6 separate regions of the Mus musculus genome follow, and all the other regions are linked to region 2. A link is a contact called in public HiChIP or PLAC-seq and promoter capture Hi-C data. All regions are on one chromosome and are shown on one strand. The core of a region is the stretch at or near the end of the contact, and the rest is flanking DNA. Distances in the headings are between cores, read along the strand shown. Region 1 holds the start of Pcyt2 (phosphate cytidylyltransferase 2, ethanolamine). Region 2 holds the start of Cd7 (CD7 antigen). Region 3 holds the start of Fn3k (fructosamine 3 kinase). Region 4 overlaps Aspscr1 (alveolar soft part sarcoma chromosome region, candidate 1 (human)). Region 5 holds the start of Hmga1b (high mobility group AT-hook 1B). Region 6 holds the start of P4hb (prolyl 4-hydroxylase, beta polypeptide).

Region 1 (2,956 bases), core at 333-2,832, 420 kb after region 2:
TTCTACATTTCAATCAGACACATGATTTCTTCATGGTGTAGTCTGTAGGCCACACCTCCCCAGTCAACCGGCCTCTTCCCGCCCCCATCCCTGTCACGCAGTCTGGGAAAGGGAAAAGGGTCTGGTCCATCTGCCCCTATCCATACAAGTGAGAGACGGGGCCCAGAGTTGCTAGCAAGTTATCCTTGGAGGTGAGGCCATCCTGTGGCTAGCACTACCCCTTCCTATGTGTGCAGCTCCCACCAACAGTGGGTGAGACAGAAGAGGCTGTCGAGCGAGGGCTGCTGCTGCCCTGAAGACTTTCCCCTGCAGCTTGGTGTCCCCTGCAGCTTGGTGTCACTGACGCTGCTTCCAGCCAAAGCCCAGATTAAGACATAGGTGGGATGGCAGGTGGCCTCAGACAGCTTTCCTGTGCCTGGGAGGGTTGCGATTCGAGGGGTTTTCAGACCTGCCTGATGCTGCTTTTCTTTCTGTTAGGTGGCAGGATCCAATCTTCTCCTTGGCGACCCCCCTCCGTGCTGGTGAAGAAGGCAGCCACAGTAGGAAGTCACTATGCAGAAGCAGAGAAGAAGCCCCACCTGGGGACCAGAGTGACCCCCTTGCCTCAGCTCCCCCTATCCTAGGAGGCTGGTTTGGCAGGGGTTGTGCCAAGCGTGCAAAAAGGAAGAAAGTGGCATAGCCCGGAGTTGACAAAGAACAGTTGGCACTTTGCAGATGGCTTGACCCTTGTTCAGGGGCTCCGCCCGTGTCGCCGTGAAGGCGAGAGTGCCCCCTCCGGCTCTAGTGGGTGCCGGCTTCGCGGTGACGGTCGTCTTTAGCCATTTGTCCTTGTGGAAAGGCTCTCTTGCACTGCTGTGACTGCCCCGCTATGGGCTTGATCTTCAAGGACACCTCCCTCCTGTTCACCCCTGTACAAAGGTGGCAGCAAGGCCTCTGTGAGAAGAGCTCCGGCCCTTCCCAGGCCTGGCCAGCAGGAGAGTCCACCACTGCCTTACCTCACTCTCCAGGCTAGTCTCAGGGCCTCCCTCTTTCTACTCCTTATCACGTACAAGTGTTCACTTTATAGAAGCCTTTTTCTGTATTGGGTATGCGGCACAGGGAGAATCTAACTAAGCCTCCAGTCTGAGCAAGTCTTATTAAACATCTCTCAATTGCTTTGGTGTCCCGATGACTGTCACACGCACCACCGAGGTGCCTGCATCTGAGGGCCTGCATCGAGGCGCTTTTGAAGAACCCAGCCCCTGAAAATGCTTTTGGTTGGTTGGTTTTTTTGAAACAGGGTTTCCGTGTGTAGCCCTGGCTGTCCTGGAACTCATGAGATCCTCCTGCCTCTGCCTCCCAAGTGCTGGGATTAAAGGGGTCGCCACCACTGCCCGGCTCCTAAGAATGCTTAAGGCACGGGGTGAGCTGCACGCACAGTTGTGGTGCTAACCTGCCCCGTTCGTCTGTGGAGAAGTCAAATGCCAAAGCCCGGGCACCTGCAACACAGACCATTGGCCGCTCGATCTGGGCGGAGGGGGGTGTGGCCCGGCTGGGGGCGGGGCCCTGGTTGGCGCACGCCATTGGCTGCGCCAAGCGGGTGAGATCCGCGTGAGCACGCGCAAGCGTCGAGGGCGGGGCGACGGTACTGTGTGTCGCGGGAGCCGCCAGGATTTGCGGGGGGCCTCCGGTGCCATGATCCGGAACGGGCACGGGGCTGCCAGCGCTGCTGGGCTGAAGGGTCCGGGAGATCAGCGCATCGTGCGGGTGTGGTGCGATGGCTGGTGAGTGGGGCGACGAGGGGAGGGCGGTCACCTGGGCGTCACGCACCGGCCGTTGGCGGAACCGGAGTCTTCCGAGGCCGCACGAGGCAACCTGGCCTCCGGTCACTTAGGAGTGTAGCGTACAGACACGGGTGCATCAGACGGTGCGCTCCCCGAAAACCGGAAATGCGGCTGTCTGTTCGCCTTGGGCATTTACCCAAATTACCTGGGCTGGAAGGCTGTGAGCTTCTCTGGCAAATCAGCCCGTGACGTCTCCAAGAAAGTCCTGGAGCTGTCAACAAGCCGAAGAGATAAGATGTTGGCCTTTCTATAACTTACCATCTTCAGCCCTTCGTCGTGCCTACCCCTGGTGGATGAGAGGCATTCGGAATGGTCACCAGGGCTCCTCAGGGCATTCATGGCGGAATAGGCTAGACTTTGTGCGTTTCTTGTTTGTCTTTGGTTGGTTGCTGAGGATGGGAACCATAGCCTTGTGTGCTATATATGTACAGGCAAGTGCTCCATCACTGAATTACAACTTCAGTCCCCTTCTGTTCTTTTGCACCTGAGTCACCAGCTTTGACTTCGTGTCAGTGGACTATGACCTTGGCCCCACCATGGTGCCACAAGCCCAGATGCAGACTCTGACCTTTGATCTAGCCCTGCCTGTCTAGTGGGCACAAGGGCTGTCCTGGAATTTGCCCGTTATCATGTCCCACCTCCCACCCCGTGCACTGTGGTGTTGACATGATGATAGCCCACTAGGGCTCTAGAGGAAGCAGAGCAGAACCTATGGCCCAGCACTGGCCCATGGCAAAGAATACAGGTGGTCCCAGGGATATCCCACTGGGATATCCTCAGTGTCCAGCATATTGCTGGCTTCTGCATAGCTTGACCTTGACAAAGTACTTGTGGCCAGACCTAGATTTGAGGATAAAAGCAGGTGACAGGCACTTGTTCTCTCAGAGAGCTAAGCCAGCCCTGGGGGTGGGGAACTGTCCACTTGTGTCAGGGTGGAAGTATCTGCTCCCAATGCAGGACTGATCTCTTGTTTCCAAGCTTGAGTGTGGCTTGTTGATCCAGGGGGACTATTCTTGTTTAGGGTGCAGGAGGTTCCATATTCAAATCCTAGATAATCTCTTGTATCTTGCGGGCTGGGAGTGTAGCTAGCTCAGCTGGTATTATGCTGGCCCAGCATGCACAAGGTCCTACAT
Region 2 (3,304 bases), core at 498-2,997:
CGTGTCTTATTGTAATCCAAACTTGGGTGAGTTTGCCTCCTACATACTCCATAACCCAGTCTTCAGATAAGCATCTGTGATTCTGATCATTAAACGAGAACAGTAAACCAAGGAAACAGTCAACTTCTGGAAGATATGATTGTTAGAAACAAACCCACAGAATATCATTTGAGCCTGGCTGATGGTGCATGCTTTTAGTCCCAGCATTTGGGAGGCAGAGGCAGGTGAGTCTCAGAGTTTGATGCCAACCTGGTCTACAGAGTGAGTTCCAGGATAGCCTGGGCTACACAGAGAAACCTTATCTCACAAAACAGCAACAACAACAAAAACCACTCGAGCTGAGACCTGAAAATGAAGCCCCGAGCTAAAGACGCTGCCTGGTGAGCTGGAGAGATGGCCCAGTGGAGAAGACCCTGCCTGATGACAGTGGCCTCCAGAGTCACAACCACAGTGCATCTGATGCTACCGCCCAGCACCCAGATGCACAGAGTCTGTGCCTCTTCAATCAAAATAAATGCACTGGGGTTTGGGTCATCACCTCCTCCTGGAGCCCTGGAGCCCTTAGGCACAGCCCATAGGGCCCTGTGTGTCTATGATCTCTGAAACTTGAGGCATGGTGCCCCAAACAGTCAAAAGTGTCGATGCACGAAGACCACATCAAGGTCAGCCCTGCAGAGGTGGCAGCACTCCAGTCCATGTGCCCCTGGTGTGGCCACGGGCATCCTAGGAAGGAGACTAGGTCTAGGTCTTTGACTGTTCTTACTTCCCTGTAAAGTCTGTCTTTCCATGAACTTCTCCCCTGGGGGCTAGGTGCTGATTTCTTTACTGCCCACCTGACCCAGCTCCCCTCGTATTTCTCTCCAATATTCTCAGGCTGCACAGTTCCATACCTGCTGTCCCTGTGTTACCACAGGTGACCTGTCCCTCCCCAACCCTTTGTTCCTAAAATCTTCCAACTTTGACCTTCCTTTACCTGAGTCCCTCTCCCATGTGCCCTCAAGTACCCCGCATGGCACCCCTGTCTACACCATAGCATTCCAAACCCACCTACAGGGGGAGCATCTTCCCCCTTAGAGTAGGACCCCGGAGGAACTGCTTTGAGTCCCTATGTGACACTGTACACACACACACACACAAACTCACCCCTCAGTGTGACACACTGGCTCTGGTACCAGCAATAAAACTCATGGTTGACAAGAGTCCTAGCTCTCCCCCAACCTGGGAACCAGACACAGGGCCCTCGGTTTTGTCCCAGAAGGCAGATTGCTATTGAAGGGGCTCCTAGCCGCCCTTTGGCCTAGCAGATCTGGCTCAATCATGCTTCTAAGGAAGGATCACCCAGGCCGCCAAGGCAACCACAGCCAAGGCTACTGGGTATGCTGTGTCAGGCTGAAACCCCAGTGTGTCCAGACAACAGGTGAGACCACAGACCTGAACACATCCCAGCAGAAAATGACACAAAAGACCAGAGGAAACTTCAACTCCCTCCCGGCCTCTAAACCTTTAAGTCCCTCTAATTTTTCTTCCAGGTTACAGGACTAGTTCTTATTTCTTCTTCCTCTTGACGTCTCCTGTGGAGACTCTTGGTTAAAGATGATAAAGATGTGGGCCAGCCAACCAGCCAGGGAGGACAGTTGGGGTCAGGTGGCTTCCTCCACCTGGCTTGTTGTGTTCCCTGCCCACCAAGCTCCACCTTCATCTTCAGGAAGCCCTCCCTCGGAGCTTCACCACCAATCGCATTGAACTGCCACACCCCTGTTTCTTCCTCTCAGGGTTTTTGGTGTGAACTTTCACAGTGCTCAGTAATGTGTTGTAGCCAGAGTGGCTGATTTGGCTCAGATCACCTGGATTTGGGCGTCATGACTCAGCAGGCAGTGCTGGCTTTGCTGCTTACACTGGCCGGAATCCTGCCTGGCCCCCTGGATGCCCAAGGTAAGCATCCCTGTAGCAGGGCTCCCAGAGAGCATCTCACACACCCACCTGGGGAAGGGTTGGCCCTGACTTGACTTCCCCAAGTCTTAGTCTTAGACCTGGAATAGTCCCAGCTCCGTGGAAAAGCAGAGACTTGAAAGCTTTAGTTTACAGGACTAACATCTACCCTTGGTGCTTGTGAGAACTGTGTTCTTCAGTTCCCTTTCAGAGCAGCTGTCTGTGGGAAGTCTTGTGGTAAGGTGTAAAAGATCTACAATAAGATTATGGGAGGCTCAGGCTCCCAGGCACAATTCTTGTGCAAAACCAGCATAGTGTTCATTCTGTGAGATGCTGAGGTTTGTACTCAGTCTTGCCTACAGGAAAGTGGGTGGTGTGGGTGCCAGGCACGGCAAACGGGGCTGGAATCTGAAAGAGTGAGTATCCCATGAACAAGTCAACATGTGCCCCTTGCGCAGAGCCACAGGCTCTGGATGCCTAGAAATGATGGGGGGAAGGAGGGTGATGAAGAAACCAGCATCGGAAAGAGTAGGCAAAGAGGAGATAGGACTATGGCTGTCTGGGAGTGACTGACTCACTTAAAAGAGAAAGAAAGAGTACAGCCAGGGTGGGGAGTAGTCAAAAGGGAAGTCCTTGTGTTGAGATGCAACAAAGTTGCCAAGTTCCTATAGCATTTCTGCAGAGAGGGGTGTGATGGAGGAGGCATCTCACAGGAATACAAAATGGGAGAAAGAAACCTGGAGGTGTAGAGAGTGCAGCCCCTGTGCACAGCAAAATGAGACAGCATGTGTGAGCATGCGGGTGCGGGTGCTGTGAGAGATGCTCAAGAGTGTGCAAGGACATACATGAATGTAGGATCTGTGGAGCCTCTGAGATACGTGTTAGCGTGTTTGAGTCACCGTGTGCTGTGCGCCAGCTTGGTGCTAACTGGCTGGTTCTTCACAGACGTACACCAGTCCCCCCGACTCACGATTGCCTCTGAGGGGGATTCTGTCAACATCACCTGCTCTACAAGAGGGCACCTGGAAGGGATCTTAATGAAGAAGATCTGGCCTCAGGCTTACAATGTGATTTACTTTGAAGACCGGCAGGAGCCCACAGTAGACAGGACCTTCTCAGGCCGAATTAATTTCTCTGGTTCCCAGAAGAACCTGACCATCACCATAAGCTCCCTCCAGCTGGCAGACACTGGAGACTACACCTGCGAGGCTGTCAGGAAAGTCAGTGCCCGTGGCTTGTTCACCACGGTTGTGGTGAAAGGTAAGGATGTGCCCATCTGACTGTTGGCCAGGCCAGGAGCCCACTGGCTGCTAGAGACCTTCTTTGCACTTGTTGGAGCTGTCTGCTCAGAGCCCATTTCTTCCTGGAAACCTCC
Region 3 (3,205 bases), core at 261-2,760, 400 kb before region 2:
AAAGTAGATGACTGTGGGTAAAAGCATTCAAGCCTGATCACCCAGCTTTGATCTCCAAAAATCCAGATGTGGTAGTGTGTTCCAGATGTGGTGGTGTGCATCTGTAATCCCAGCCCTCCTACCACATGATGGGAGACAAACAGTCAGCTGGAGTCTTTCAGGCCAGCTAGCCTAGAACAGGCCGTGTGGCAGCAGAAACAAGAAAAACCTTGCCACAAAATAAGGCCGAAGGACAGAACCAACTCCCCAAAAGTTATCCACTGACTTCTACGCACGTCATGAATATGCAAACCAGAGCTTTCACACACACACACACATACATACATACACACAAAATAAATTGGATATCGTTGATTAAAAGTGAAACTTGAAGCCAAAACATTTATTATCACACATGTAAACCATTCTTCCCCCTTAATCCCCTTTCAAGGGGAAAAGTCAGACAGGTACACTCAAATCGCCAACCTGCACTTGGGACAAAGAGGCATGTGCTGAGCAGCCTGTTGTGGAAGGGCATTTGCAAACTTCAGCCATGCTTCCAGGGTAAACCTCCAAACCAGGCCAACGCTGCACAGAAAGCAGGGAGGTGCTACCTTCACCGTCTCTAATGATACCAGGAGCATCCTAGATACTATAACCACTATCCAGAACTACTCCCCACAGAGTCCAGAACCTCTGGAGTCCTCCCCCCACAGAAGGGGAGCACCATGCTGTGCCAGCACAGCTTGCTCTCAGGGACTCTAGCTAACAGTCCTCAGTTGTCTTACAGTTTTCCATGCATTCTTTTGTTGTTGTTAGTTTGTTTTTGTTTTTGAGCCAGCTTCTCCTCATGTAGCCCAGGCTGACATGGAACTCACCATCCTCCTGTCTCAGCCTCCTAAGTACCAGAGTGATAGGGTTTAGATGTATGCCTGGCTCCATACATTCTTAAACGGGGATATCTTAAACGTCCTAGAAACCAACAGAGCCTTTGAGAACGATGGTGCTAACCTAGCCCTGGGAATCCTGTCTCTCTTCACCTGCTGGGAAAATGCAGGAGCTGAGGTCAGAGCAGAGACCAGACATGGGCAGAAGCAGCTTACCGCTAAGACTCACCTCCCCCATGGTCAGTGATTACAGAAAATTTAAAGCCCCTGTGTGGGAGCAAAAGCAAGAAAATAATCATGCAGCAAAGAGAAACCCTCTGGTCCCAAGAAGCTGCCTGCATGCAAGTGCTGGTTGACCCCTCAGCAGAGCGTTGGGTACGCCAGGTCTAGTTCCTCCACCACTTCTCAGAATCCTGCATTCCTCTTTCCCCTTCCTAGACTTTATCCTTGTATACCGGGCAGCGCACCTGTGTCCTGCGATTGACCTTGACAAACACGGGGCCACTGTCAGTGTAGTAGGCATAGCCCTCGCTGATGCAGCCCCCTCCGGAGCTCCCAAAGGCCCGCAGTGTTGTGGTGTGAAGCTGGGCGCGCAGCAGCTGCTCCATGGAGAGTTGAGGTGCAGAATGCGGTCAGGTGACGCAGAGGAGGGGGAGTCGGGGACCAGAAGGGAACACGCGCGGAGGGCGGATCAGGGGGCGGGGCGTAGCGCTGTCACAACATTGTCTGACACAGGCTTGCTGGCTCCTAGCTACCTCCGGTGCATGCTATCCCTGCATGCTCTTGGGCACCAGAGCTAGGGTGGGAGGGGGAAGAGAGCGAGGAATTTCTCTCTCCAAGGCGATTTCCACCCGGGGCTGCTGTGGGAGAAGGAGGGATGCAAAAGCTCTCGATACCCTCATTACTAAGCTCATTTCAGAATTTCTCCTCCAACAACACACCCTATAGAAACAGAACCCAGACCGGGTGGCGGGTGTTCTGTAAAGCCACGAGACAGAAAGGGAGTGTCCTCACAGAATGCACGTGAAGTCCCAGAACATCTGCACCCACCTGGGGTCTACCCTGGGCACCGTGCTCTCTGCATAACTGGGAGAATCAGGAAAGAGCGCAGAAAGATTTGGGTCAGGGCTTCTTTATCCTTGCAACACAAGGCATAGCCTAGAGACTTAGATATCCCATGGAGAAGATCTCACTGTCCAGATAAGGGTGGAGTCCTAGCCATGGGGGTGCCCTGGCTAGGCCCTAGTGGCACCTCTTAATGCCACAGGGCTGAGTGATAGAGGCTACTGTGGGAGGTGTGATAGCAGCAGCCTACTCCACCCAGGGTAGGTGGAACTCTGGATTTCAGACAGCCATGATAGGAAAGCAGCAGACATATATGCTCATGGATGCATGGGCACACACACACATACATATAAGAACACATCCACAGACTGATATAAGAGACAGCCTGTGCTAACCCTTCAGTGTTTTAGGAGAGGTTGCCTCAGATGGCAGCTCCCACCATGAGCTGCTGGTCCCTCTCTTGTACTGCAATGTCCCCAGCTGACTATAAAGGGACTAGGAAGATTAGTGGGTGGATAGATCCATTGCTGAGCTTTGAGTATGTGCCAGGGCACAAGTGAATGTCAGCTACATTCACAAATATCCTGAGAGGATGCTATAATTAGCTCCTGCCTTCTCTATGACAAAACTAAAGTATAGAGGAGTTAACTTGCCTGGGTCCCAGTGCTGAGACATAGCTCATAACATATGAAACCAAGTCTGGTTTTGGGCTCCATCCTATGAATTCTAGTCTCAGGCCCTAGCGGGATAAGACTCTTCCCAGCATGTGTCAAGAAGACCTGGCTGCACTGTGCTGCTCAATGTTTTTCTCATGGCCTGCCAGCTGACAGTTCTACAGCTGTTCCTTTATCGACCAGCCTCACACTAAGATGACGCCCAAAGCACATGAAGAGATAACATTTGCATGGGTTTTCGGTAGGCATAGCCCTCATTGAGGAGCCTATCTTAGGAGCTCTGTCATACCTCAGAGGGGCAAAGCCTGTCAGTGCTGGCCATCCCCAGGGTCCTTGTGACCTGTCATGGGCTCAGACTGAGACTGGGTTCCCTAGAGGCTCTTGAATAACTCCTGCATCTGGCAGCTATGTGGGATGATTGGAACCTGGGCACACACTCAGGCAAGGAACATTGACTGATATGGCCTCCTAATGTGGCTTGATCATTCCTAATCATGGTAGCCAGAGTGGCGGACTGCAGAGCCAGGGTTCTACCCCAACGACCTTTTCTAACCTGATTCTAAAGCCAAGTGCAGTGTCCGTGTCTTCCCTCTGTGCGGA
Region 4 (3,352 bases), core at 136-2,635, 340 kb after region 2:
GTGGTTTAGTTCTCCCTGCCCCCATGCCCTCCGAAAGCCCCTGCTCTCCTGGGCTACTGGCATCCCACATAGTCTAATGTAGACCACCCCTGGGCAGCAGAGCCCAGCCCTGCCAAAGACAGAGCTGTGAACGCTGCAGCTTCAAGGGCTGCTGCCTGCTCACCTACGGGAGGGGAGCGGGCTTCTTTCCCTCAGCAGCAGGAAGGGATGCCACCCCTTGGGAGGCCCCGTGGCTCCAGACAGAGCTGACAGATGAAAGGAGACGGCTGCTGGTAGCAGGGGCAGAGTGTCACCAGGAATCAGGCAGAGGCGGGTGAGAGGCACACTGGGGCTTGGGGAGGGGGCATGTGAACCCAGACTAGGGGAGGGGCCTGGGCACTGGCCTCAATCCCAAAGCATCTTACAGATTCAGTGTTTATCAACACACTGGCCAGGGAGGTAGGGAGGGGCAGAGATGAAGAAAGAGAGCTGGCGCCTGGAGGTTCATAAGCCAAGAAGGGGATCATGGGGTCACAGGCCTGCTCTGGGACACCTCCTTGCTTTCCCTTACAGCAGAGCCATGTGGCTGCACTTCCCTAAATGTACAGTCCCTGGTGAGCTTCCAGCTTGTTCCTTGCCCTGTCTCACCCCAATGGTGGCAGTTCTAGGCAGCCAGTGGAGCCTGTCACCCCCAACCCAGACTTTTGTAGAGGCCTTCAGGCACCTCTGTTGTTAATTAAAATATCTAAAGACTTTGAAAAGGAAACCATTAGACTAGAGGGACTAAGGAGGTCCCAGATGCTGGGGGGGGGGGGGGGAATGGGAAGACAAGGCATTCATTCCAATTGGCTCTGCAGGGTGCAGGGTCAAGTAGTGTCTGCCTCTGGAGGCCCCGTGGAAAAGCCTGGGGCCAACTACACACTCCTACCTGAGACAGGCAGGAGATCTAGGGAAAGAGGCAGAGATGACAGCTAAAGGCAGCTAAGGACCCCGGGAGACCCCAGCCCTCCTGAGGCCTGGTACCACTCCTAGACCAGGCTGCCAAGGCCTCTTCCTCACCCAGAGGCTAAGGAGCTGGTGTCATACAGCAGCCCAGGGGCCAGGACCTCCAGACGGCCCCAGCTGAGGACAGCAGGCCAGCTAGTTGGGCAGGCCCATCCCCACCCCGGGGCCAGGCAGGAAGCGGAGGAGGCTGGAAAGCCCTGTCAGAAACAACTTCAGAGGCGCACTGCTCCCTCTGAATTCACCGGCTCTAAAAGGCTTTATTACCCACCACAGCGCCTGCCAGGGCACTCCTTCCCAACCCAACCGCAGCATGGCGCCCTGCCCTCCCAGTACAGTCAGCCCAGCAACGCCCTCCCGTGAGGAAAGCAGTACCTGAAAGAGAGTCAGCGTGTGGTCATCCAGGACCATTTTGGGTGGAGCGATGACTGTGGAGAGAGGGGGCTGTCTTTTAGGACACTGGTAGGCCCCATGTGTCAGGGCAGACAGACCTCAGTAGGACTTGTGAATCACATCTCAGGTCACAGGCTGTCCACCCACCTCTGCTGCTCACAGGGGTCCTCGTCACCCTGGTGACAACCCTGTTCCTGGATCCAGTCCCCCTTGCAGCTTGAGTCACAGGGTGAGACTGGGAAAAAGGCCAAACTGGGGAGCTGGGCACTGATATCAGCTCCCTGCAAGGGACCCAGGATTGGAGAGCTAGACAACTTGGCTCCTAGAGCAAAAGCTATCTTAAATCCCATCCCAGAGAGAAGGTCACACTTTGCAGACTAAAACGAGGGAAAAAGGGTCGTGCCAGATGGAGGCAGGGCCAGCTGAGGAACAGAGACTTACATAGGTAAAAGGAGAGCTCGGGGTTCCCCAGGTGGCTCCTAACAAAGTCTCGAAGATCCCCCACTGTGGAGAAAGGGGAACACCACTCATTGTTCAAGGTCCTGCTGGGAACCTAGGGACAATGAGCGCCAAAGGTATCCCCAGCAATGCAGGCTCAGCAGCCACCCTGTTGGTGGTAGATGCTAAGCCCTGGATGTGAGGACTCCGTAGTGCATCCCACTATCCTACATGTTCAGCGAGGTGGGAACCACAGTACAGACCACTTCTAGGATCCCCATCCTGATGCAAGCGAGGCCTGCCTAATGACAGCATCCCTGGTCCCTCTTGAGGACCCAACTCCTCAACCTGAACCCTGCCAGGATAGGAACCCCTCAGGCCTAGAACTATTTCATCTTCACTGTCTTAAAACAGACCACCAGGGGCTGGAGAGATGGCTCAGTGGTTAAGAGCGCCGACTGCTCTTCCAGAGGTCCTGAGTTCAATTCCTAGCAACCATATGGTGGCTCACAACCATCTGTAATGGGATCTGGCGTGTCTGAAGACAGCTACATTATTCACATACATGAAATAAATAAATAAATCTAAAAAAAAAAATTTAAAAACAGACCACCAGGTGGGCATGGTGGCGCATGCCTTCAATCCCAGCACTCGGGAGGCAGAGGAGGCGGATTTCTGAGTTCGAGGCTAGCCTGGTCTACAGAGTGAGTTCCAGGAGAGCCAGGGCTACACGAGAAACCCTATCTGGAAAACCCAAAAAAAAAAAAAAAAAAAAAAAAAAAAGGAAACAAACAAAAAACCAGACCACCAAGGTCTGCTCCATCTCTGGTGGCTTTGATGGCTCCTTCTCAGAGGCTTTCCTACCTACTTGTGTCCCAAACACTCAGACTCACGAGCTCTGGGGACAGGACTGAGTCCTCTGAGAAGCAGTCCAAGTCCTGAACTGGACCCAGAGGACCCAAAAATGCTGCAACCTCAGAGCCACCTGCATGTCACATGGCGAGGATGGCAGCCTGCCACTACCCCATTTTCTAAGCTCCAAGGGCAGGAACTACAGTCCTGTGGTGTAGAACACCCAACAGGGCACAGTAGCCCTCCCAGGTACTGCAGGCACTCACCTGTCTCACTGGGGCGGAAGAAGCCCTGCAGGATGTAGCGGTCAGGGAATAGGACCCGCAGAGCCACCTGTGGAGGAGCAAGTGAGAGAGAAGTCAGAGCTACACTCAGCACAAGGAGGGGTCTCCCTGCTCTGTTCCTACTCCAGGAATTGTCAGCTACCCCAGGCCTGGTTTTCCCTGTCCTCCTAAATAAATACATCTGAGCTACAAGAAGGAGTCAAGGGGCTGGAGAGATGGTTCAGTGGTTAAGAGCATTGACTGCTCTTCCAAAAGTCCTGAGTTCAAATCCCAGCAACCACATGATGGGCTCACAACCACCTGTAATGAGATATGACACCCTCTATTGGTGTGTCTGAAGACAGCTACAGTGTACTGACATATAATAATAAATAAATCTTAAAAAAAAAAGAAGAAGATGAAGA
Region 5 (3,323 bases), core at 409-2,908, 280 kb after region 2:
GTCTTTACTTTGAGGCAGGACTCTTGTAAATCTTTTTTTTTTTTTTTTTTTTTTTTGACTGTCCAGAAAAGGCTATTTGTTTTTTATTCAAGTAACTGCAAATAAGAAACCAGGGAGGAAGCCCCAGGCTGGGACAAATACTGGCCACCCCTCCCCCACAGAACAAGGGGAGGTGGCCCTACACCCTTTTCCCATCAAAGTGGGCCCCCATCCTCACTCTGCTGCAGCATCCACGGGGTGGGGCCCCATCTTCCTTAGTGTGGGGTAGGTAACCAGTCTGCTGCGCCCCAGCCCCCCTTCCCCTCGAGTGTATTGTGTGGGGGAGAGAATACAGGCAAATTCAGGAGGATGAACATCTGACGCTGGTAGCAGCAGCAATAGTGGGTATCTAAGAATGAACATGGAACAAAAAAAAAACAACACAACCGTCCAGAGGTAGTTTGTGAACAGAGGAGAAGATGGAACCAGAACCATGGGGGGCAGGGAGGAGCGAAAAGGAGGGGGCGGCAAGGCTAGCTCCTTAGTGCCCTGCGGGAGGAAGGAACAGCCTAGAGTGGACTGGGGGAGGCGTGTTGGTGCCCGTTTGCCTTTGGTGGAGGCGAGAACAGGCCCTTACTCTGGAGATGGGCGGTAACCCCATCTGTCTAGTCTCAGGTGAGAACATTAAAGTGGGTGGAGCCAACATCATCCTACTTCCTGTTGTCAAGGGGCTCAGCCAACCCAGTGCATGATCTCTGTAGGGTGGGGCAGGAGGGGCTGAGAAACCCACCCGGTGATACTTTGGTGGGGACATGCTGGGATCTAAGCATCCCCTGCCCTGACCACACTGCTGCTGCTAGGTCAGCCACTGGGCCTTGTCAGAGTGAGATGGGGCCGGGGCCCCTTAAGGCCAGGGAATGCTCCCAGGACCCTCTACGGGGAAGCCAGGAACAGCAGGGCAGAAGGGACCCGCAAAACAAAGCGCCCAGAGAGCCACGGCTCTGAGGGAGGTGCGCAGCAGGCCGGGCTGCGGCTAAATGGGAAGTTAGCCTTGTCAGGATGGGGCAGGTGTGTTCGGGAGGAGGGCACAGGGACTGAGCCGAATCCTGCTCCCTTGGGTGCTGCGGAGCAGAGCCTGCAGCTGGTGCCTGGTGCGGTAGTGTGCAGTGGGGGCGGGGAGGGGCCTGGGAGCAGGGCTTCCAGTCCCAGGGGACAGCTGCTCCTCAGTGGCTATGGAGCAGGCGGCACTGCGAGTGGTGATCACTGCTCCTCCTCAGAGGACTCCTGGGAGATGCCCTCCTCTTCCTCCTTCTCCAGTTTCTTGGGTCTGCCCCTTGGTTTCCTCCCTGGAGCTGTGGTGACTTTCCGGGTCTTGGCGGCGCCCTTATTCTTGCTTCCCTTTGGTCGGCCCCGAGGTCTCTTCGGAGTTGGCACTTCACTGGGCTCTTTCTGACTCCCGACCAGCGCCGTCCCAGGACTCACCGGAGGCTGCTTGCGTGGCCTGCCCCGGCCTCGCTTCTCAGTCCCATCCTTTTCCTGCTTGGAGGCCAGGGGCTGGCTGGACTTTGAGCCCGACTCGCTCATTCTCCTTCTCTATGTGTGGGGCAGCACACAGTGAGTGCCTTCTTGGAGCCGCGCCAACACCAGAAATAGCCCCGACTCGGAGTCCCAATTAGAGGCGACTCTTGTAAATCTAAGCATGGATTCTGGGGTTTCCTGCCCCAGTTGCAAACCCTGAGTACCTCTGTGCATCTCCTCTTCTCTGAGCAGAGACCTGGTTCTTTGGAGCCAGTTAGGAGTAATCAGAGAATATTGTGCACCTCAACCCGTGTCTGGCGATTGTTTGAGGTGTGCTGAGGGTCTCTTGTCTTGTGTGTCAGGGTTCATGGAACAAGTACTCACGATCCAGTGAGTCATAGCAGGTCACACGACATCTGGGCCGGGCAGGAGGCTCAGATGCCTCATGGACAGCCCTGGGGAGGAGGTGTGCTCAGACTGCCGCCTTTCCCTTGCTCAGTCCAGGCTCTGCACTGAGACCGTGTGAGTCGCTGAAAGGAGGCAGCTGTACTTCCAGTGCTCTATAGTGCAGGGACAGCAGTACCCTTCCCCTGAGCATTCCTCCGCACTGGTCAGAAGGGTGCTCTGGGACCTTCCTGTGGCTCAGGGGACAGCATACACAGTGGGGGCCCGGAGCCCAATCATTTGCTGCTGCCTGGCAGTTTCCTCATAGCTAACAGGGACAGATCATGCCTGCTCACTGTGTCCTTGATCCCAGTCTGAGCAAACCACCAAGTCCTATAGCCAACCTCCAGGTGGCACTGAATACTGGTGTCTGGCCTGATCTATCCAGTAAGATCAAAGCCCTTCCCCTTCTATGACAAAAGCTGTGGATTGTGACCAACCTGCTGTCTGGTGGCCATCGGAACTCCTGGGAAATGGTGGCCTTTCAGGGATGCCAGTTGGCCACCAGGCAGGAGGAAGTGGTTTACCAGGAAGGGAGCATCAAGCTCCAACGTCTTGGGAAGACAGTCATCTGCTAGCTTCGCCCTTAGGAGCGCATTTCTCCTAAGATGTCTTCACCCTCCACAGCTCCTGCTCTATCTCCTGTCACCTATGTTGTCTGAAGACTTCTCTATCCAGAGTCATGTGCTGAGCCCTAACTACAACATTATGTGAGGACTGTTGTATAACAGTTTCCTTTGAAATTAAAACACCCCATCCTGCATGGAAGTTCCTTAAGTAGGGATGCAAACAACTCATATAGTTTCAGGAAGTTCCTGAAACTGACCAATTTCACAAGATCCCTTGCTGTCAGGGTAAGCAACAAAAGCTGAGAGTCTCTCTCAGACAAACCAAGCAGCAAAGAAGAAAGACTGCAGATCAGAGCCCAGAAGACGCAAAAGTCAGCTGAGTTACCTACCTACTGTCGTCATCTCCACTCCGAGCCGGTGGTGACAAGAACGACACAGGCACCAAGTCGGGTTCATGCAGCAACATCTTTACTTCAGGCTCTTTCTTTTACAGCTCTCTTCCCCAGCAGCTTCTTCTTAGGGGAAGGGCTAAACTACTCACTACTCTACTACTACTCACGGCAAGGGCTAAAACTACTCTTATTCACTACTTCTGGCTTCTACCTATCTTGCGTGCGCCGGACTCGACCAGCAAGAATGACGCTGCAACAGGATCCTGCACACGTTTATTGGGAGAGCTTGATTGCAGAGGTGAAAAGACCCCGAGCCCAGAACTGGTGCTGCTTTTATAGGCCTAGGAGAGGCGTGTCTCACACCTGGATTGGTTATGCACTACGCCTCATTTGCATGTTCCTCATCTGATTGGCTACTCTC
Region 6 (3,120 bases), core at 72-2,571, 470 kb after region 2:
TGCAAAGTCATCCCGTATATACTCGAAGGTTTCCCAGTGAGCTCCGACCAGGATCTGACTCCCTCTCTGCCTACACTGAATGGGTTGGGGCACAAAGGACTTGGTCTTCAAGGGAAGAAACTCACACTAGATAAGAGGAGTTTCTAGTAGGAAAGGTAATACATGCATGTCCTTATTGACAACGTTGCTAAAGAAGCTACTGCCAGGCAGTGATGGCACACATCTTTGATGCCAGCACTCTGAGGAGGCAGAGGTAAATGGATCTCTGAGTCCAAGGCCAGGTTGGTGTCTATCGAGTTCCAGGGCTATACAGGAAAACACTGTCTTGAAAAACTAAAAACAATTAAAAAAAAAAAAACTATCAAAATACAAAACCATATGCCATATTTCTTGTTTTTTATCCATTTCTGAGAGCAGTGTAGTACTAGTCAATCTATATACTTAATATTTGGGTGTTTGCCTTTTCTAATGACCCTTGACAATCAGGATAGTTTTCGTAGTGGGAAGTGAAAAAAGAAGATGCTTCTAGGAGTGAGCTCCCGGGCTGGGCGTGGAGAGCAGGTCGGTTGACAGCCGGGGAGCAGTAAAGAAAGAGAAAGATGGACCGAACACGGACAGGGACTGCTCACAGCTGTAACTACAGCACCCAGTGGGCCGGTGCAGATCTTTTAAGTATTTCCTCGGGTTCCAGGCCAGCCTGTGTACAATGAGTTCCAAGTCACTAAGGGATAGAGACACAAAGTAGAAGATGATTCTGGAAAAGGAAGTCCAACCGAGACAAAATGTGACTCTCGTACGTAATGGAAAGGCTGATTCACAGAAGCCAAACCTTTTTATTATTCAGCCCAACGAACTCAAGAGCCATTTCAACATGTGGTCAGTATAAAGCGGACGGCACGGACTGCTTTCTCCACTTCCCCAGCAGCTTCCGCAGAGGTCTCGGGCACCGAATTCCGAATGGTGGACAGGAGCCTCGGACGACCACGGGGCGCCCGAGAAACGTGCCCGCGGCGTGGGGACACGCCTGGCAGCTACCGCAGCCGAGAAAAGCACAGAACACCGACCCCGAAACTAGGGTCCGTCACCCAAGACCTGGGCAGGGACCGCACGAGCCGCACGCGCACCGGAAGTGGCGTCCCTGGCTTCCTTGAGGAGACTTGGGGGCGGTGCCAGTACGGAAACGCGGTCCAGTCAGAATGCAACACGAGGGGCTTCGGAGGCGCAAGCGTAGCCCCGCCCAGGGGTCCGGGACTCCGCCCACTGCCACGTTCGACGGAGAATCGGGCTGGGTACGCGCATCTCTCCACCAATCAGGAGCCACGAGGCCGGGCAGCGGAAAGCCGCAGCCATTCCAGACGTGTGGAAGGCGTGGGAAAAGTCGCCAGTCAGAAGTCCAGAAAGAGAAAGTTGGCTTTCGCCAGCGAATCAGACGCTGGGGGACATTGGGTTTGTGCGCGCGCGCGCGCGCCGTGGCCAATCCCAGGCAAGAACCGAAAGGCCTCCGGGTCTTTGTCGACTTGGTGGCCCAGCCTTGAGTGGGTGTCCAGTCCCCGCACGGCGAGGGCGGGTCTCTCAGCTCCTTGGCCAATCGGAGGGCGCGGCGGGGCGCATGCGCACGGCGGCTGACGCGCGCAGCGAGGGGGAGGCGTGGGCGCGTCCCCGGCCCAGGATTTATAAAGGCGAGGTCTGGACCGACGCGCGCTCTCGTCGCCTTGGCTGTCCCGGCGGCGCCAACCCAACTGCCCCGCCCGCTGCAGACGTCCGACATGCTGAGCCGTGCTTTGCTGTGCCTAGCCCTGGCCTGGGCGGCTAGGGTGGGCGCCGACGCCCTGGAGGAGGAGGACAACGTCCTGGTGTTGAAGAAGAGCAACTTCGAGGAGGCGCTGGCGGCGCACAAGTACCTGCTGGTGGAGTTCTGTGAGTGCGCCGTGGGCCTGGGCGGGGGGGGAAGGGCCCCTTGTCCACGGACTCCTCCGGGCCGCCCTCTGCGGCACCCAGCACTGTCCTGCGCGGCCGGCCCCTCTTGAGTACGGTGGCCCGTAGCCCTCAGCTTGCCCCACGGAACACGGACTGGCCGGTCCAGAGCTGCACCTCGCGGGTAGCACCTACTGTAAGCTTCTCTGCTTCCAGTTGTCCCAAGAGCATCCTTCCTACCCAAAGTAGAAGTCGTTGTAGTCAGAGCTCATTGAGGGGGACTGCGGGATTGAGAATCAAGAAGGTATCTTTGTGCACGACGTCCACATGGCCAGAACCTTCTGTTAGCTGGGAAAAACAGAGTGGGCTGTGTGAGCAGTTAGCAGTTCCGATAGAGTAGATCAAACGCTCTTTACTATGCCCACCCTACCTGTAACTTGCCGTATACCGGGAAGCAAGCCAGATCTAAGCCTTTACTTCTGCTTACAAGTGTGTGAGCTCCAACACAGCTGCCAGGTTGCCTTGACAGATTGTCACATTCCCATAGTAGAAAGAACAGCTTTGGATAGGCATCTGGACACGTACTTGCTACATATAGTGCTGGCCCAGCAACCTTTTAACTTTTCCTAGATTCTGAGTGGTAAACCCCAGGTATACACTGACCCTGATTGCTGGGGGCAGTACGAAGTTACAAGTCAAGGATGATTTTACAGTGCTGGTGGTCACAGGGCAAAGTAGGGATTGGGGTTGGTTTGTCACTCGTGGCCTCTGTCCTCATATTGCCCAAGAGCACCAGCTATCAGTGCAGTCTCTTGACTGCATTAAGAGGGGTTATCTTGGTATGCTGATAAGGTTTTTATGAAAGGAAGTACAAAGGGAAGAAATAGACCTGGATAGAGGACTACCTTCCAATGTCCTGGTTTCTTTTACAGATGCCCCGTGGTGTGGCCACTGCAAAGCTCTGGCTCCCGAGTATGCCAAAGCTGCCGCAAAACTGAAGGCAGAAGGCTCTGAGATTCGACTAGCAAAGGTGGATGCCACAGAAGAGTCTGACCTGGCTCAGCAGTATGGTGTCCGTGGCTACCCCACAATCAAGTTCTTCAAGAATGGAGACACAGCCTCCCCAAAGGAATATACAGGTGTGACCCTAGAACTGCCCTTTAATAACTGTGTAGGCTTTGGGAGCAAACCCACAGGTGGGGGAAA

The links. Promoter capture Hi-C pulls out the DNA fragments that hold promoters and counts their contacts. HiChIP or PLAC-seq counts read pairs in DNA pulled down with a chosen protein or histone mark. Capture Hi-C pulls out chosen DNA fragments and counts their contacts.
Region 1: a promoter capture Hi-C map of adipose tissue shows a contact between it and region 2. The contact joins the promoter of Pcyt2 here to the promoter of Cd7 in region 2. A contact is called at or near these places in 5 of 39 promoter capture datasets (the SN4741 cell line, cranial neural crest, embryonic stem cells and 2 more), 1 of 484 Hi-C or Micro-C datasets (embryonic stem cells), 4 of 115 datasets of contacts at active chromatin or transcription factors (T-cell acute lymphoblastic leukemia, embryonic forebrain, memory CD8 T cells and 1 more) and 1 of 9 other capture datasets (adipose tissue).
Region 3: a contact with region 2 is called in a promoter capture Hi-C map of the SN4741 cell line, with 4 times the contacts expected there. The contact joins the promoter of Fn3k here to the promoter of Cd7 in region 2. A contact is called at or near these places in 2 of 39 promoter capture datasets (the SN4741 cell line and cranial neural crest) and 1 of 115 datasets of contacts at active chromatin or transcription factors (bone marrow-derived macrophages).
Region 4: a contact with region 2 is called in an HNF4G HiChIP or PLAC-seq map of pancreatic cancer cells. The contact joins the enhancer-like site here to the promoter of Cd7 in region 2. A contact is called at or near these places in 5 of 39 promoter capture datasets (the SN4741 cell line, cranial neural crest, embryonic stem cells and 2 more), 16 of 484 Hi-C or Micro-C datasets (CD4 T cells, Sertoli cells, brown adipocytes and 4 more), 4 of 115 datasets of contacts at active chromatin or transcription factors (T-cell acute lymphoblastic leukemia, embryonic stem cells, fetal liver and 1 more) and 3 of 9 other capture datasets (adipose tissue, embryonic stem cells and liver).
Region 5: a contact with region 2 is called in a promoter capture Hi-C map of the SN4741 cell line, with 5 times the contacts expected there. The contact joins the promoter of Hmga1b here to the promoter of Cd7 in region 2. A contact is called at or near these places in 6 of 39 promoter capture datasets (the 3T3-L1 cell line, the SN4741 cell line, embryonic stem cells and 2 more), 1 of 15 datasets of contacts at CTCF or cohesin (embryonic stem cells), 4 of 484 Hi-C or Micro-C datasets (all in embryonic stem cells), 1 of 115 datasets of contacts at active chromatin or transcription factors (pancreatic cancer cells) and 1 of 9 other capture datasets (embryonic stem cells).
Region 6: a promoter capture Hi-C map of embryonic stem cells shows a contact between it and region 2, with 2.1 times the contacts expected there. The contact joins the promoter of P4hb here to the promoter of Cd7 in region 2. A contact is called at or near these places in 4 of 39 promoter capture datasets (cranial neural crest, embryonic stem cells, pre-B cells and 1 more), 1 of 115 datasets of contacts at active chromatin or transcription factors (memory CD8 T cells) and 1 of 9 other capture datasets (embryonic stem cells).

The regions. Positions count from the first base shown.
Region 1 is chr11:120,616,571-120,619,526 of GRCm38.p6, reverse strand. It overlaps Pcyt2 (phosphate cytidylyltransferase 2, ethanolamine), which reads left to right and starts at 1,582. Exons shown (of 14, transcript NM_024229.3): 1 at 1,582-1,763. The coding sequence starts at 1,675. It overlaps Sirt7 (sirtuin 7), which reads left to right. Exons shown (of 10, transcript NM_153056.3): 10 at 478-1,156. The coding sequence ends at 679.
Region 2 is chr11:121,037,921-121,041,224 of GRCm38.p6, reverse strand. Cd7 (CD7 antigen) reads left to right here and starts at 1,747. Exons shown (of 4, transcript NM_009854.2): 1 at 1,747-1,932; 2 at 2,875-3,189. The coding sequence starts at 1,860. The region is part of intron 1 of Gm11775 (a long non-coding RNA gene); the gene reads right to left.
Region 3 is chr11:121,433,258-121,436,462 of GRCm38.p6, reverse strand. Fn3k (fructosamine 3 kinase) reads right to left here and starts at 1,510. Exons shown (of 6, transcript NM_022014.4): 1 at 1,334-1,510. The coding sequence starts at 1,474.
Region 4 is chr11:120,702,129-120,705,480 of GRCm38.p6, reverse strand. It overlaps Aspscr1 (alveolar soft part sarcoma chromosome region, candidate 1 (human)), which reads right to left. Exons shown (of 16, transcript NM_026877.2): 10 at 2,931-2,997; 11 at 1,816-1,878; 12 at 1,357-1,409. Among named protein-coding and RNA genes, the nearest start is that of Cenpx, 10 kb to the left of the region's middle. Within about 2 kb of position 1,385, at least 74 of the 459 cell types and tissues checked have an H3K27ac peak or open chromatin away from gene starts, as enhancers often do. A contact at or near this core is called in the SN4741 cell line and pancreatic cancer cells, where this site is marked.
Region 5 is chr11:120,761,129-120,764,451 of GRCm38.p6, reverse strand. Hmga1b (high mobility group AT-hook 1B) reads right to left here and starts at 1,658. Exons shown (of 2, transcript NM_001166477.1): 1 at 1,462-1,658; 2 at 60-1,428. The coding sequence starts at 1,563. The coding sequence ends at 1,240.
Region 6 is chr11:120,571,454-120,574,573 of GRCm38.p6, reverse strand. It overlaps P4hb (prolyl 4-hydroxylase, beta polypeptide), which reads left to right and starts at 1,321. Exons shown (of 11, transcript NM_011032.3): 1 at 1,321-1,917; 2 at 2,847-3,053. The coding sequence starts at 1,767.